2 separate regions of the Anas platyrhynchos genome follow, and region 2 is linked to region 1. Evidence: chromatin contacts called from public Hi-C data. All regions are on one chromosome and are shown on one strand. The core of a region is the stretch at or near the end of the contact, and the rest is flanking DNA. Distances in the headings are between cores, read along the strand shown. Region 1 overlaps LOC110353842 (a long non-coding RNA gene). Region 2 holds the start of SLC35F3 (solute carrier family 35 member F3).

Region 1 (5,925 bases), core at 1,147-3,646:
TATTCACATTGGTACATGGAAACAAATCACTAAGAATAAATGACAACAGGAGCTGACACTATTAGAGAGCAAAAGATAGTTGCAAGAAAATTGAGAACATTTCAAGACAGAGAAAGGGAGGAATTACGTGCAGAAAAGGATGAGTTATTTCATACCCTCGTTGCTTCAGTCTTCAGAGAAAAGCAAAATAGCATCATACACCCATATGCCTACACACTGTTTGGTATCTCCTTTCTCCAGATAGCCTTTGTTCCCTCCTCTGTTTATCCAAGATGCTGGATGGCATTCACCCAGGAGTTACTCTGAAGGCAGCTAGCACACTCTGTGAACAGGTTCAAAGAGCTCTGGAGAACAGGAAAGGTCCCGTGGCAATGGTTATGGTGCTTGCTCTTCCCATCAAGTCACAGCAAATAAATGCACAAAAAGGTGCTGTAAAATTTTGCATTTGTCACTGTAACGGGAAAAAGGCCAAGAGCAGATCTATTAAAAAGAGTGTGTGCTACTGACTTGAGTGATGGACTAGCAAATACGTTTCTGAAGAGTGCAGCCCAAAGCTTAATCCTGCTTAAGGGCAGGATTGAAATTCAGAGTGCTTCTATTTATCAAGCTCAATCTCAAGTCAAAAACTGGAACAGATTTCAAAGAGTGCAGAATACCACACCAGAGAGGGAAGGAAAGCTGTTGAATGGTGCATAAATGGAAGGCTCCTCCAGGCTGCGATAATAGCAGGAATGGGTATGGGGGAATATATCAGATCAAACTGAGAAGGAATCAACAAAATCCATGTTGTTAGAAGAAAAAGGCAGATTCATTTTAAGTACATGAGTCAAAAAAAAAAAAATCATAAGGGAACGGAGTATCCCTCTATTCAGCACTGGATGGGCTCACAGAGCAGTCCTGGGGAAAGCACATTTGGTGAAATGTGGGGAGAAACTGAAGAGTTCGGAGTGGAGCAACAGAAATGATCAAAGGTTTAGAAATATGATTTGCAAGGACAGGATGAAAGAGCTGGATTTGTTTAATGTACAGAGGAAAAGCAAGAGGGGAACAGAACAAGAGTCTCCAAACATAAAAAGAAATTTTTTCAAGAGACAGCAATCAATAAATTATACTCCAAGTTCACTGTGGAAAGGAAGGCATTTAGTGTAATTTATTTTTTTTAAAAAAATCACTATTGCTGTAAATTTAACAGACATCTTTCAGGGATGATGCAGGTAAAGCTAATGGCATCTCAAAGCAGGGCAGCAGACCTTTGACATACCTCTTGGACACTGATTTCTGTGATTTCAGTCATTTTGATTACCTCATTTTATCTGTTCTTGGAATGTTATTTCTTTTAAGAGCATGCAACAGCTAATAACAAAAGCAGAACACCCTTCCCTTTGAAACAGCTTTCCTCCATTGTATTACAGCACATAATGACCACATTATGAAGTGTCAGCAGTGCTAAAGGTTTGCTATATTTTACTTTCCAAGCATTGAAGCATCAGACTTACGACAGCTAAACGCGGCATAGTTGTTGCCTCTGCTAATGAGGGGGAAGAAAAAGGTCAGCATCAATACAGAAGGAAAACGCTCCGTGTGAAGTGCGAGGATAAAAGCACATGTTAAGGGCAGAATTGTAGACAACCCAAGTTCCTTAGCAACCTGGAGTGACAACCACTACAGAGACATACTGCAAGTCACCAGGAAGAATGTCGCTGTTCACCGAAATCCACGACACACTCTATCCAGGCTTAATGGTTAATTATTTTAGCTTCTTCACATTCTAATTCCTCTATTAATTGTGATATTTCTAGACCTATGTTAAAATATTCAAAATTATTTAACCTGATGAACAAGTTACAAAGTCATTGGATAGTTAAATCCCAGCTAGTTATTCAATGGGGGTGCCACATATTTCTCAAAGGCCACAGAACCAGTAATTGCTGATCTTCAGGAATGAATAAAGGATAAATCAGTCCCTGCTATCTCGGCTTCTTACCCTTGAAGGGGCACCTCAGACACTGTTCTGCTCTTGCTCAAAGACAGAGCTGGACAAGTCTGCATATTCCCAGAGAGAAACCTCTTCCCAAGGTTAGGAAAAGTCATGAGAGGCACGTGCCAGCCGTTTCTCTTCTGTGCACGTTCTACCTCACATCCAACATTCTCCAAAGTGACTTGGAGAAGGTTCTGAAAGGATCCAGTTAAGAGGGGTTTCTGAAAGAGACAAAGCTGAATGGGAAGGAAGGAGCGAGCTGCTGAACTAAATAAGAACAAGGTAGGTCAGCAGGATGGAACAACCCCCTCTGCATACGCTGGATCCATACAGTGAGGGCATTACAGGCGGAGAGCAGACTCTCTCAGTCCATCCCCCTACAAGCATACTATTTTTCTCAATGTACAATCAGTGGAGGGTAAGAGAAGTGGCTGTGCCCCTCATTGACCTCTCCAAGCACCTTGCATTAGTAAACCCACCATTATTTACTCTGCCTGTGAAGCCACATCGACATAGAACCCAATTTTGTGCTGCAATCAACCATGCTACAGAGAGATGAACGCTGACCTTTCGTCCCATTCTACTGCCATCCCAAGGCAGTAGACACAATACTTTAAGAGACACAAACGATTTAAGCCAAGAGAGACAGATATTCGTGAGCTGAAGGTCAGAATTCAGAGGCATCTGTCAGCGGCCAGAAATCACTGCTTAACAAGCATCTTGTGACACTGTTCTCTGAGGAGCTCCCGATACAGCCCTGCATCAGCTGCTGACACTGAGCCACTGCCGGGAGCATTTCAGCACTGCTCTTGACTCTGGAGGCTGACGTGACTTCTCCGAGCGTGAAAAAGTGCAGTGTCACTTCTCAGCTGAGGTTACGTCTCCTCTCAGGACTCTCCTCAGTGATTAAAATGCAGAGAGGTGCCTTAAATCGCATTGTGTGGGTTTGGCAGGCTACCAAATCCCAGGACTGTGGAATTAATAGGTTGTTTTTTTCAGCTTGATGCTGAAAGAGACAAAGCAATTAATTGAACCAAAACATTTCGTTTCACATTTGCGTTATATGCCTCTTCTGCAAGGCAAGCAAGGGTGGATTGAAGTTGTCGGTCACCTCCAAGGGAAACTAGCAGGAGTTGCTCTGAGAAGGTGGATACCAAGTGTCCCAAGTTCCACGTGCTGAATCCAGCAATGGACCTTTTAAAATTTTGATTCCTTGTTTACTTAAGATCTTTTTATTTGCAAGTATTAAATTTGCAAATATCTTGCAAAAATTTTGTCATAGCGGACTCCAAAAGTCACATATGGAAAAAAAATCACGATCATATACATGGAAACTGAAAGAAATAGCTTTTAGTTCATTTCCCCATATTAAAAAATATATTCCACCATCAAATAGCAAGTACAAAGAAGTGCTCAAGCACATCTAGCATTCCCTCATCCTGATTCAAAACATTACTTGATGGAGCAGAAGTAGTATTTACTGAAGCTGACTAGAAAGAACTAGTTTTCTTCTGTGAACTGCTGATCCTGTGGAACCAAAGTGGTCTCTGACCCTTGTGTTCATCCTGCCAAACCTTCCCCGTGCCAAGCAGGGCAGCCCAGTCAGCTCTGCATCCCTGCCCCACCGTGTCCCAGGGCAGTCAGCTCCCACACCACTGATGTCCTTTGTGCAGCTGACAGGTCCCAGGCCACAGGGGATCTCAGCATCGTTTCAGAAACATCTGCAATAAACACTGTAGTTTTCCAGCACAAATCTACCACCACACAGCAGCTCTCCTTGAAAAGGGGCATGTTAAGGACCTTGAAGGTGCAGCCACATCTGTCTTCCCCAACACAGCCCTGTGCTTCCAGGAGAGTTAAGGATTGTGCCAGGATGCCACAGACTCCAGTAACCATTTGATAAGATCCAGATATCAAGAGTAACAGGAGCAGTTTCTCCACGCTGGTTCAGAACTGTTCAGTAATGACAAACTGAACAGCTCTAACCACATCAGTCCATAACAGACACACAGACATCCAGACTGTATGTTGCTACCACCCTGCTCACCACCTCTCTGGAGAAAACTTCTGGAACAAGCTGCTGCTCAACTCAGCTATCAGAGCATGTAAATCTGCAAAAAGTGACACAGCACAAAGATAGAGGGAAGTTGGATACACAAAGACTGCACAAGCAAGCTGGCCTTTAAATAAGCTACCGCAGTAGGCTTTGACAAATTGCAGAGCATCATGCCTAGACAACAACCGGTCTTAAACCCCAGAGCAGATAAAGATGATGCAGACATGCTTTCTGAATATCCTAGGCACTCAGAAGAGCAAAAACAAGCAAACAACAACAAAAAATGTTCTGCCCTGTCACACAAATTAGATCATTTTGTTTGACGATCTGTTTACTTATTACTGTTCCACGTTTCAATTGATGTACTAGCTGATTCAGCACCATGGCTTGCTATCAGTGCCTGTAATTAGGAAATTAAAAAAAGATTGTTTTCAAGAGCAGCAAAGTATCTAGCCGTATGTGCAGGAGAAAGATGTTTTTTCTTTCCTTCCCTCCAAAAGCAGTAGCAATTCATTGGCAGACTCTTTGCACTCTGGGGAAAATGTGCTTGAACTGCAACAAATAAGAACTAACTAATACACACCTAAACTACATACCTTGGTTTACTTTGACTATATACCTAAAACTTCACAATACCAGTACAAAAGGAGTTTTGCAGGTCACCAGTAAGTCTAAATTAGACCAGCACCTGTGATTAAAATCATCTAACAAAGCTCCTCTGCAATTAAAAACCCCATAACCTAGTCCCTCAGCAAAGTCAAGGCCACAGAACCAGAGGACACTCCAGAAAACTCAGTTCCTCAGTTGCTGGACTCAGGGCAGAGTATCTGGGGTGAGGACATCTCCCAGAACACACGGTAAATCACAGAACAGCCATCAATGGGAGCCAGCAGGGCTTGGAGCACAGCCTGTGCAACACACACCACCTACCAAAAAGCCACTTCACATGTCCTTTGGCTGTTTTATTTCACATACTCCCATACAGACACTTGCACACACTGGTTGAAACAAGGATTTAGCCCAACAAGTGTGTTAACAGACCAATATCGAAGCTGGTGGGGGGTCTGGAGAACAAGTCCTACGAGGAGCGGCTGAAGGAGCTGGGCTTGTTCAGCCTGGAGAAGAGGAGGCTCAGGGGCGACCTTATTGCTCTTTACAGATACCTTAAAGGAGGCTGTAGTGAGGTGGGGACTTGTTAGTGTTAGGGGAGAGGTTGGACTCGATGATCTTGAGGTCCCTTCCAACCTAGGCAATTCCATGTATGTGTGTGTGTGATTTGTGCCACAGGTACATTAGAGTCAGTGCTGTAAGGCTTTACATGAAGCACTGACTGAAGGTGTGAGTTTATGCCTAGAGGGAATGAACTGATGAAATACCAAGAAAGTGCAAAACCTGAGGATGGAAAAGGGCCCTTTCAGCATGTTCTTTAATGACTTACAGGTCCGTTAGCACAAGCCAAAAAACTTCAGATCTGGAATCTTCCTGCTTAGTCTATGCCTTCTTGATGCAGAGGTTATCTTGCTAGGGTTTCATACATCACTCCACCAAGAATCAGGCAGTGCTTCCCAGTGGAAATCACAAATGTTTGTGGAACACAAATATCCTACACAAATACACAGATCTGTAAGTGTCAGGGACATAACTTGAATCTTTCCTTGCTTCTTGTGATGTGCAATTGTCTGATCACCAGATGCGGCTGCATCCTACCTGATGCCTGGTCCTGTACCTCTGGGGCTCTGCTGCTCATTTTTCTTCCCCTGCCCCAGGTAGAGCCACACCATGGGAGCCAGATGAGATACAAGTGATTTCTGTTCTTTATGAGAGTCTCTTCGGAAGGTAAGCAATAAAATCTGGTTAAAACAGGGCTTAGAGAGCTTTATGTTTTCCTATT
Region 2 (5,925 bases), core at 1,729-4,228, 150 kb before region 1:
AATAACATAATAACACAAGAACACATTGCTTTATTCTAATTCTTAAAATCTGGTTTGAAGGTGCAGTCAAACAGCAGAGGTCTTCACTGAGCTGTGTACAGTCCCATCCTATTCCCTCTCACAAGCTGATGCAGTGATGTGAAACTTTGCAGGCTGGACTGGTAATTTTAGCATTTTCAGGGAACACAAGGCTTCTATTTGTGACAGGGAATGTCATTTGTTAACATCTGGGCTATTCACCTGACTTGAGCAGGTCTCCCTAGAGCAATGCAGAGTCCTTTCTTTTTCTGTCCAGTCCATAACATTTTGTGATTTTGGCAATCTTCCCTTCTTCCTCCCCTCTTTCCATCTTATTTATAAGTATATTAAGTATAGGATTTGGTCAGTAATTCACAGGATTTTGTTAAAAACCAGCAAAGGCTTCTTGAATGTCTCAATTTTAAATACCTACAAACAGTCTAAATAATGCATATGAGAAACACTGTCATGTGGGAAAAAAAAAAAAAAAAAAGAGAGATCTGGCCCTTCAGGTGATTTAATTATAATAAAATAATGTCACAAAGATATATATAAAAAAAAAAAAAAAGATCAGATCAAACCACGTTACTGACTTGTTTTCCAGAAAGCAGATCCATTATTAATGCACTCCATTAATTATACCCATTATTTACATAGTGCCAACAGCACAAATATCTACAAGCACACACAATAAGATGACAAAAACCACAAGGGAGCAATCTGAACTTAATAAAAATTGTTTGTTCACAGTTCTTGGGCTAATTAAACCCTGTAAATGAAAGGTCACAAGGAAAATCCATATCCCAAAACTAATTGCACAAGCTCAAGTTGAAGGACTGTTTAAAGAGGTTTCAAAGTAGCTGTTACAAAGGTAGCTTCCTACTTCAGACGATTTACCCCATTTACATCCATTTGGTCAGCTATTCAGCTGATGTTCATCAATACAGCTCGTCTTCAGCCATGCCATTCAGTACCAGCTAGAGAGATAGGTCTTTTATTTCATACTGTTGTTTTTTTTTTTTCCACATTTCTAGCAACCCAGATTTTCAATTGGCAATGATTTCATATGACCTATTATTTTTAGGCACAAAAGTAAGAAACCCAGACAACTTTTGTATTTACATGCCACCATTACAACTCAAGTATGTAATTTTGTTATTCAGAGTGAGCTACCAGAGAATATATAACTAGGCTAGCAAGCTGAGGCTTGCAATTAACTTTTTCAGACACAGTTATGAATTTCAACAAACAAGTAATAATTGAGGAGTTAGCATGACCATTATTACTTCAGAAGGATCTGCCACAGCAGCTCAGTGCGACTTCAGCTGGACTATTAGTCACTGTGTCAGATGCAAGCACTAATACCCAACTCAGCCTGGCATCAGCACACAATCTGATCCTGAAAACTGACCTGAATAAGCTTTACTCTCAGGAATGATCCCAATCCAGGCAATGGATTTGCTCTTAGAGAAATCCCATACTCCCTCGCGAGTAAAGTAGCAAATATCAGACATTTCTGTCAAAATAAAAATAAATAAATAATAATAAAAAACACTCTCTCAGAAGAAGTCTTTGAATATTTATCAGTAAAGCCCTATCATCAGGCAATCAGAAGTGGCTCACAAAAACTGAACAAGTACCACACACCACACTTGCCTGCATCTCCCTCTTTCATTATTAAGCACATGAGCAAAGGGATAATCCGTGAGTAAACATTTCAGAATGTTTACACGCCATACTTAGGAAAGTGCACCACGAAAACAGTCACTTTGTCAGAGCCAGTGTTCCCAGCAAAACTGACGTTTGTTACAGCACGATCATTTCAACAACAAAAAAACCCTGTGATGATACGAACAGCATTTGAACAACCAAAATGTTTTTATGACTTCAGTTAATGGGTAACTTATTTTTAGAACTTGTTAAGTCATGCAATTACCACCGTGGAGATGAAAGACGGGCAAGAAACAGGGAGTGTTATTGCAAGAATACTAGCTGATATATTACAACCCCTCAAGGTCTCAGCTCCTTCGTAAATCACGTCTACGGAGGGACACAGCTAGGCTTCTCTTCGTGGCGGTATCGCAGGAAGTTTCTTTCTCAAGTGCAGGAATATGGAAGAGACGGCTCCATTTGACCCAGGAAAGGCATAAAAACGAGATTAAGCACTGCGAAGATCTGGCAGACCTCTAAAGCAACAGAGAGACGTACCGAGAAGGCGTCACTTTTGAGAGCAGGGCGTGCGTGAATGCAGCGGAGCTTTCTCAGAGCTGTCACAAATCCGGCGATCAACACATCACCGAGCGCATAGGCAGTACTAAGGCACCTAAACGGGCTCTCCTGGTCGCAGGATCCCACATTTACCTCGTGGCTACCTCTGAGCCAGACCCCCCCAGCACCACCCCCCCCACCACCCCCCGGGGGACTCACGTTTGTAGCTGGCGGCCCAGGGCTGGTAGCCGTAGTAGCCGGTGATGCGCAGGATCCTCTCCTCGATGGAGGTGAGCCCCACGGAGGCGCTGGTGAGGTCCTCCACGGAGCGGGACCACTTGAGGTCCTCCTTGATGGCCTCGTCCACCACCAGGTACTTGAGCTGCCGCAGCTGCGGGCTGATGTCGGACAGCCGCCGGGGGCTCACGTCGGGGGAGCGCCGCATGCCGCTGGGGGCCGGGAGAGGGGCGTCAGGGGCCGGCAGCCCCCCGGCACCTCCCGCCCGACAACTTTCCCCGCCCGGGTGTCCCCCATCCCCGTCCCCATCCCCGCCCGGTACTCACAGCGTGGCGGCTTTGCCCCGCGCCGAGCCGTTGGGGAACTCGCGGATCCCCATGGGGAGCAGCAGCAGCGAGGGCTGGGGGGCGCCCAGACTTCTCGGCGGGGCGAGCCGGCGGCGCCCACCGGCCGGGTGCGAGGCGGGAGGGGGGGAAGGAAGGAACAAGAAGGGAGACGACAAGGAGCGGGCGGCGGCCGCGGAGGGTCCCCGGGCTGCCGAGAGCTGGGAGAGTCGAGGGGCGGGCCGCCGCCGCCGCCGCTGCCGCCGCCTGCCGAGCGGGGGCCGGGCAGGGCGAGCTCCGCGCTCCGCGCCCCCCGCCCCAGCGCGCTGCCAGCGGCCGCCGCCAGGGGGAGCCCCGCGGCCCCCAACCGGGCCGGCCCGCCGCGCAGCGCGACCCCTGCCGGCAGCCCGCAGCCACGGCACGGCCCCGGGGCAGGGGGAGGGGGTCCTGAAGAGTCCCCTCAGGGTCCTTCTGGGGGTGAGCGAGGGAAGGAGGGGGTAAAGACGCGGGTGAAAGGTGGGGTGTGCACCTGGTATAACCACGTCAAAAAAAAATAATAATAGGTGCTTGGTGGCCTGCAGATATAGTTGGAGTTGGTTGAATAACTTTGTGGGTACGTGCGTCCTATAGGAAAGGAAATGGAGAAGTCCCAGAAAGTTACCAGGGATAGCAAACCATGAACGTTATGGAGGCGTTCCTGATAACTACAGGTAATGTTCTCCAAAGGTAACTGTGCCACTTTTAAAGCTGTGCCACTTTCAGAAACAGAAAGCAAAGTAGCCCCAGCTGCCAGGAGACAAACTAATATCAAACACCCGTATCAAATCACGCACTGAGTTTGTGTTATCACCTGCACAACAGTTATTTTGTCTGTCCACACAGGCGTTTGGCAGCGTGACGGAGTGCCCTGCCAGGCACGCACGCCAATGCAGGAAGGTGACTTGGACTAAGGTGAGAGGATGGAAACGACATTCACCAAACCCACAGATAGTGATGACTAGCTTGATTTAAATCTCCTCAGATGTTCAGAGCAGCAGTAATGATAACAAGCAACAATGGGATTAGACATTTCAGTCAGGCCCAAGTCCAGTGTCACTCTATATGCAGAGTCCATACTCTTCCCAGCTTTAAGTGAAAGACAAGGATAGGATGTCAGCTGAGAATTACCTGTGCTACTGCATGTATCTGGTGTCAAATCTCTCCATTATTATTCATAGAAGATTCTCAAAGTGTACTAAAAATAACATCCAGAAATGCAAGTCTGGGCTAGCAGTGCTCAGTATAGGGTTAATTCACATTGGCATGGAAAAATGGCATAAAGTTCTTTCAGAGCTGGAGCAAACAAAGGCTCAATCAACCAAGCCCAGCCAAGCAGCAATACCTGCTGAGCACTTACCCACCTCTCATCATGGGCTGGACAGGTGGGATGGTGCAGAGTAGCAAACGCTTGGTCAGTACTGCTGGAGTGCCAGTAAAGTACGTCCCTGTCCATTTTCTGTATTCCCAGAAAGGTGCCATGGAATTCAGAATCTCTATTGCACATCTCTCCACTTTATATTCCAGAATCATCTCATTCCTTACACATGCCCCCCAAAAAGATTGTTTTTCTGCTGTTTTATTCTTTCCCAGCTACTGTCATTTCAAGGTGTAACTGGAATGATGGATGACCGTTAATACTTTCTCCTGTCATGCAAGTAAGTGACTTTGGACAGCTTGGGTGGCAGTGCTGACAAACTTGAAGAGAGTATGCATCTTGTGAGAGAGAAGAAAAGCGTGGAAAATTGTGAAGTTTTTAAAACGGAATTGTTTAGTGAAACAACATTTCAAAATTACAGTAAGAGGCAACATCAACATAGTTAGCTCTTAGGATCTTGTCAAACCTTGCTGTAAATGTTTGTTAAAAAAGAAACATTTGTGGGGGCATGCAAAAAAAAAAAAATTCTTGCATTCACTATTTTAATTATGTTTAAACATTGTACTTGAAATTGAAACTGACAATATGGCATTGAATGCTAAAAGATAAATATTCAGTCCCACGTGATGTTGAATTTGTGGATTTATGGAGCTGACTTGAATTTTTTGTATGAGGAGAGAAAAAGTAGTGTATAAACTAGCAATGCACCCCAAGAGTAAGGAACAAGTTACAGAGAAAACATTTGCTAAATGTTTTATATACCTGTCTAAGGAATATACCTACACACTATTTAGGGAATAGTGGGCAAAATGGAGCAGAATTTGTCTCAGTTTAGATAGGAACGATCCAGTACTCTATGCCAAACTGGAAGCACTGTGAATGGCTTTTCTGAACCTTTTATTAGCGTTACTTTAATAAAATACCTACAGTTTTTCATGCATAGAAGAGCTGGGAAATATTGTACTTGAAATAATGGCAGAGCCTTGTAGGAGGAAACAGTATTTGTTACAGAGTGTTGTTACTTATTCTGTCCTGTTAGATGCACATTTTCTTTCCCTAGACAAGAAATGATATGCTTGACTGATAGTCAGCTCTTAAATACAACCATTAAGATATATCAGCTCTATACAGACATTATGATGCCATGTCAGAGGAAAATACAATTTAAGCAGTATTTATTTTCATCTCCTATCAGTAGTAGTTTGGCATAAGTTTATCCAAGATGGAAATTTACACTTATCAATACATTATTCATTTCATGTGAAGGGCTAGTGATTTCTACCCACCTCCCAAAATGAGTTTTATATTTAGCAGATACAGCGACAGGAGTAGGATAACACAGAAGAGAGATTTCAGTGGGCAAGACAACAGTCACAACTGCAGAAACTATCTATCTTCTCCAGTTTATAAAAAAATTACCTCTAGGAACTCAGAGTCTTTAGAAGAGGACCCAGCTTCCTCCTTAAGCAAGTATTCTTCTGACTGAATCTCTCTGCAGTTGATGTATGTTCCTGCTTCTCAGTATTTTTATCCTTATTACAGAAGATGCATACCTGAGCCATTAATCAGATGTTCTGGCCCCAGGGATTCTTGGGTTTTAGACAGATATACAATGTACATGATAGAAGCCCCATATAACACAGGGAAATGCTTATATGGCAAAACTATTAATTTTCTCTAGCTGGAGTCAGATTTGACATCCACATGAATATAATGCTACTGTAT

The links. Hi-C and Micro-C count contacts between places; a contact is called where the count stands out from the background.
Region 2: a Hi-C map of skeletal muscle shows a contact between it and region 1, with 3 times the contacts expected there. The contact joins the promoter of SLC35F3 here to the enhancer-like site in region 1. A contact is called at or near these places in 2 of 8 Hi-C or Micro-C datasets (liver and skeletal muscle).

What each region holds. Positions count from the first base shown.
Region 1 is chr3:26,372,467-26,378,391 of IASCAAS_PekinDuck_T2T, reverse strand. All of the region lies in intron 1 of LOC110353842 (a long non-coding RNA gene), which reads right to left. Among named protein-coding and RNA genes, the nearest start is that of UTP25, 60 kb to the right of the region's middle. Within about 2 kb of position 2,396, at least 3 of the 8 cell types and tissues checked have an H3K27ac peak or open chromatin away from gene starts, as enhancers often do.
Region 2 is chr3:26,518,744-26,524,668 of IASCAAS_PekinDuck_T2T, reverse strand. It overlaps SLC35F3 (solute carrier family 35 member F3), which reads right to left and starts at 2,978. Exons shown (of 9, transcript XM_072035575.1): 1 at 2,790-2,978; 2 at 2,446-2,675; 3 at 1,430-1,534. The coding sequence starts at 2,842. It overlaps LOC106019027 (a long non-coding RNA gene), which reads left to right and starts at 2,461. Exons shown (of 4, transcript XR_003495911.3): 1 at 2,461-2,599; 2 at 3,669-3,737; 3 at 4,416-4,480.